Regions from separate parts of the Hordeum vulgare genome. Here region 2 is linked to region 1. Evidence: chromatin contacts called from public Hi-C data. All regions are on one chromosome and are shown on one strand. The core of a region is the stretch at or near the end of the contact, and the rest is flanking DNA. Distances in the headings are between cores, read along the strand shown. Region 1 has its middle 160 kb from the start of LOC123425797. Region 2 holds the start of LOC123425798 (probable histone H2A.2).

The links. Hi-C and Micro-C count contacts between places; a contact is called where the count stands out from the background.
Region 2: a contact with region 1 is called in a Hi-C map of leaf, with 5 times the contacts expected there. The contact joins the promoter of LOC123425798 here to the enhancer-like site in region 1. A contact is called at or near these places in 4 of 6 Hi-C or Micro-C datasets (leaf, seedling and an unstated tissue) and 1 of 1 datasets of contacts at active chromatin or transcription factors (embryo).

What each region holds. Positions count from the first base shown.
Region 1 is chr2H:192,700,576-192,703,275 of MorexV3_pseudomolecules_assembly, reverse strand. No RefSeq gene overlaps it. Among protein-coding and RNA genes, the nearest start is that of LOC123425797, 160 kb to the left of the region's middle. Within about 2 kb of position 1,290, at least 3 of the 3 cell types and tissues checked have open chromatin away from gene starts, as enhancers often do. A contact at or near this core is called in leaf and seedling, where this site is marked.
Region 2 is chr2H:192,866,379-192,869,133 of MorexV3_pseudomolecules_assembly, reverse strand. It overlaps LOC123425798 (probable histone H2A.2), which reads left to right and starts at 1,494. Exons shown (of 2, transcript XM_045109537.1): 1 at 1,494-1,783; 2 at 2,036-2,517. The coding sequence starts at 1,595. The coding sequence ends at 2,254.

The DNA of each region.
Region 1 (2,700 bases), core at 41-2,540:
TCCGTAATTATGAAATATTTGACAAACCCGGACATTTTTTTGAAATGGCGAACCGATTTTGAATTTTCTGAACTTTTTTCGTAAACATGAACATTTTCTGAATTTATGAACAAAATTTGAAAATCGTGAACAGATTTTCAACTTTTATAACAGATTTCAAAATGGAGATTTTTTTTGAAAATCCCCCAGAAAATTGAAACACGATCATTTTTTTATGCGTGAACAAATTTTTGAAAATGAGAACATTTTTTTGAATTTGTGATATTTTTAAAACAGGAACATTTACTGAAATTTCTGAAAGATATCTTGAAAATGAACATTTTTTAAAAAATTGATGAAAATTTAAAATGAGAGCAAAATTGAAAAAGGAACATTTTTAAAATTCCTGAACATTTTTTAAAAATTTGAACAAAATTTAAAACAGGAACGATTTTTGAAATTTCTGAACATTTTTTAAACTGGGAGATAATTTTGAAAACAAGAAGATGTTATAAAATTATGAATAAATATAAGATTCCAAAACCATGAAATTATGTTTAAAATTTTCAAACAAAAAAACATGAAAAAGAAACGAAAGAGCAATGAAAAGAACGGAAAAAAGAAAAAAAGTTTGAAAAACCTCATAGAAGGTTCCAAAACCAGAAAAAACCGAGCGGGAACCACTTATAAGATTCCCAAAATCAAAATTGCTCAAACGTTTGAACATGTCGGCCCACCCGAAACGCTTGTTAGTCTGGCATGTGCGCCGCCCTGACTAGTCACCGCAGCGAGCCTCCAATAGGATTTTCCACGGTGTTTAGTTAGCCTGGAGCAGCCGGCTAGGTATGTGCCCCTAACTTTGTCTAAAAAAAAGGATGTGCCCCTACTCGGCTCATTTTTCTTTTGGACCCAGTGGTTAATGTTATTTATCTTTTAAGATAATATAACGTCTCAGTCTTTCGAAGATGGTCATAGAAATATAATGTGTTTGTATGCATTCATTGAAATGAACGTATGCACGTGTATATGAAAGTTTACGTTTGTACTGGGTTCTAAAAACAAAAAAACTATCCTAACTTCGACTCAAATCAAAAAAAAAAAAGAGCTAAACTATCCCTAGCGTTAACGACGGACTCACGCGTTGCGGTGAAGAAGCGATCAGCAAAACAGCACGAGCACCAACAAGCGCGCGCACGTATGCACCGACGACGACACAGCCCGGTCAGAGCTCGGTCTCTCCACCCACAGGAGTACATCTCTCCTGTTAAAAACCCTTTCCCGCCTGATCTGGTCTCCCTGCGTTGACAGTGCGCATCTACCGCGAAGGTGAGGTTGGAACCAAACAAGACACGAGCCGCAGCCGCACGCACCACCTAGGCATACGTGCCAAAATTAATTACTCGATCCCATCGCTTCCGCACAACCATGCGCATCGATCCCAGCCCGATCGCTCCACGATTTTAATACTACATTGGTTATAAAATAATTGTCTCAACTGCCTGCGTTTGCAACAGGAAAAACAATTCTACGTAAAATACAATTATTTTGTAGGCGAGACTTTTCGCATTTTAGTATGGATTTTGAACAAACAACTTCAAATTTGAACATTAAACTGTGCAACTAAAGCTCATTGTTATCTTCGTGTGGCCGAAACACCCACCTCTCACACGTGATGATCTTGGGTCGAGATATAGTAGTATCTTGATGGATCCGTTCATGCATAACCTTTCTACCCAACACCTACGAAAATTAGTAGGCACGATACAAAAAACATATTAAAAGAGAAGATGAGAAAAATTGATGATGCAAAAGCGAGATCAAGAAAAAAATGGAGATAAGGATCATAAAATCACAAGCTTAATCACTTGTACCCAGAAATCCATCTCCACGTGACTAATCATGTGACAAACAAGCAGTAGACCAGTAGCCACAAATCCATGAGACATGTGTAACCATTAGGAGGCACAAAATCCACTTGTGCATGCAAAAATCTCAGCTCAAAATGAACCATATATTGTATACGCATCAGAAAGAATATAATAAGAAATCTAGAGCACATCACGCAGTCAATTGTGCTACACATCCTTCGTGGCATCCATATTTGTTTTGGCTTGATCTAAGATGGATAGGCTATCGACGGTTGGTTGTCTGCCGTTATTCTCTTTCCAGCGATTTTGTCCATGCATAGTCCCTTTGAGTCTCCATGTTTCACTTTCCACACAAAGTCCCTTCCTAACTTAGATCTGTGTCGCTTGGAGGCACTCAAGGTAACTGCACAAGTGCGACGGCCAACGACCGGCGACCAGCGCAGCCAAGGTAGCGAGGCAAGCTCGTGCCTCTCCAGGAGCTCGATTTCGATGAGACTCATAGGCAAGGAAGCGGAGGAGATCTCGGTTCTCCGCGGACGAGCTCGGTGGCGTGGAGTCGCACCAATGATCTTTTCTTTTAAGATTTCAAGACTGCCTGACCTATAGCCGATGGGGAGAAAGATGAGCGCGGCTGAACGCGCAGTTGCCTGGGGAACGACAGGCGATTTCGGTAGCGAGGAGTTTCGAGGCTTGATATATTGACTGGTGTTAATTTATATAGTCATGGATCGGGCCGTGATGCTTCGAGGCTCGTGCAGAGTCCTTGTCCGAAACTGGTCAAGCGAGGCGAGATCATGCGGAGAACGACACTCGTTTTTAATTATTATTAGGTGCGCTTGGGTCGGGTGCGCTT
Region 2 (2,755 bases), core at 245-2,744, 170 kb before region 1:
TCCCCTAAGGATGACCATGTACGAATTTCCTATCCCCCTGAATCATAGTATGTACTTACTTCCTTCGTTCCTAAATATAAGTATTTGTAGAGATTTCACTACATATTACATATGGATGTATATAGACATATTTTAGCGTATAGATTCATTCATTTTTCTCCGTATGTAGTCAGTAGTGAAATCCCTAAAAGACTTATATTTAGGAACGAATGGAGTAGATATTGGGAGTAGGTAGGGTGATACTAGTTCAATCGAACACATTAAGAACACACGTGTAAAGAACACAACGTGGCTGCTGTCGTGCGCTTGGAGCTCCGGGTGGTCGCTGCCGTCGGTGAGGTCCGCGCCCGCGCCCACCGTGCTCCTGGTAGCCGCATCGCCCGAATCCGCCGTGCCCTGTCGCGCCAAGCCTACAACCGCGCCCATCTGCACCCGTCGCCGACGCTAGTGAGTCGTCGCGCCCGCGCTCCCGCAGCTCGCCAAGTCCACTGCTGCGAGCTTCGCCAGGCCCTCGTCCTTGCCCGCCTCGCCTTTCTGCTCCGATCGCGCCCTAGCTACAACGACTCGCCCATGCCACGCCTGTGGTCGCAAGCACCCGCCCCTGCTGGTGCAGCGCCCGTGCGCGTTCGTCGGGGCCTGCCCTCGCCCGCCCGCCCGCCTTCGCCGCCCACATGCCCGCGACCTGCGCGCCTGCCTGACCACCACACCCTACCCTGCCCGCTCGCCCTCACTGGCTGCGTGCCCGCGCCCTGCTCCGCCTGCCCCGCCGCGCACCGGTCGCGCTTGCGCGCCCGCCTTGCCGCCGCGCCCTGCCCTCGCCCGCTCGCCCTTGTCGGCTGCGTGCCCGTGCCCTGCTCCGCCCGCCCCGTCGCATCCCACCCGTGCCTGCGCGCCCGCCTGGCCGCCGCGCCTGCTCGTACGCCGCCCACATCGCCTAGCCGCGCTCACCCGCCCCGACTCCCATTGCTGCTGCTCGTCGGCGCGCCGTCCCTGCTCGTCAACCTCGTCATGGTCGTGGGTGGAGCGCTGTGTGAAAAAGAGGAAAGAGAAGGATGGGTGAGTGGGCCCATCGGGTTTCAATGACAGGCGGGTGAGCTCTCACATGCAACGGACACAACTCGAACAAAAAGTGTCCAAAAAGCATACGTGCGTGTTCGTTCTTAAATTTGATCCGTAAATGGATTAAACGAACATGAAACGAACAAAAAATGAATATGCTCTTACGTGTTGAGTTCATGTCGTTTATATCCATTTTACGTCAAAGACATGTACACGGACAAGACGGGATCGCGGTGGAGTTGGAGTTAGCACCGACCCCGAAACGGCGAAAAGCCGAGGCGGTAAACCAAAAACCAACCGCTCCACGGCTCTTCCCATCCGACGGACTGGATCCCGCCGCTCGCCGCATGTCCTCTCCACCACGTCACCGATCCGCGCACTCCCCTCGCATTGGCTCTCCTCCTCTATATAATCCACCCCCCACCCACCGCTCCTGCCTACCAGCCGTATACCCACACCACACCCCCTCCGCACTTGCTCCCGTAGCTTCTCGCTTCCATTCCTCAACCGCGGAAACCCTCGGAGTACTGTAGACATGGCTGGGAGGGGCAAGGCTATCGGCTCCGGCGCCGCCAAGAAGGCTATCTCCAGGAGCTCCAAGGCCGGGCTCCAGTTTCCCGTCGGCAGGATCGCGCGGTTCCTCAAGGCCGGCAAGTACGCCGAGAGGGTTGGCGCCGGCGCTCCCGTCTACCTCGCCGCCGTGCTGGAGTATCTCGCCGCTGAGGTGCGTGGAATTCTATTACCCGATGCCTGATTTTGCTGCTTTGGGTGGTGAATTCGAGCGGTTGGTGTCTCGTCGATCGGTGGTTTGTCCGCCAAATTGGGGAAAATTTCTAGGGTTTCGGATGAGAATACTAGTACTATTTGTATCTGTCGCCTCTCACTTTTCTTTGTGCCTAGGCGGTTCTGCTCGCTAATTTCGCTTGAAGCTTTGTCGAATTTTAGAGTAACCGTTGCGACTCCCTTGTTTGTGCAGGTCCTGGAGTTGGCCGGGAACGCCGCGAGGGACAACAAGAAGACCCGCATCGTGCCGCGACATATCCAGCTTGCCGTCCGCAACGACGAGGAGCTCTCCCGCCTGCTCGGTATGGTCACAATCGCCAGCGGCGGTGTCATGCCCAACATCCACAACCTTCTGCTCCCCAAGAAGGCCGGAGGCAGCGCCAAGGCCGCGGCTGCCGATGACGATAGCTAGATGACGGCTCCTTCTCGGTGGTCGTGGGTGCTCGGCTGTATCTGTGTAGTAGCGTGTTCGGTCAGAAGGTTGTGGATGTTGTATCTGTGTAGTAGCGTCTGCAGTCAAGTGTTGCCTAGGTGTTGCGTTTTACTAGGAGTAGTACGTATTAGTTTCTGAATGAATCTGTGTGCTTGTACCGGTGCTAAACTAGGTGTGGACAATGGTTACATCCTCTGTAATTCGTTGCTACGTTCTATAGAAGTCGCATCTATGAATTGTTACATTCTCTGCACTTGTCAAATTCTACTACCGTGTTCTTGTCAAATTTCCACTGTCAATTCTTGCCTATTTTTTCATCTTAAATGTTCGACCAAGGATAGAAAACGATTGAAATGGTATGGGAGATAAACAATTATCAGTCCACATATAGCAGCCGCTGCACATTGTTTTGGGTGCCCTGACTATCCGGACGGTGAAGAAACGGTAGGTACAGATCGAGAAAAGGAAGCTAAGACAGCA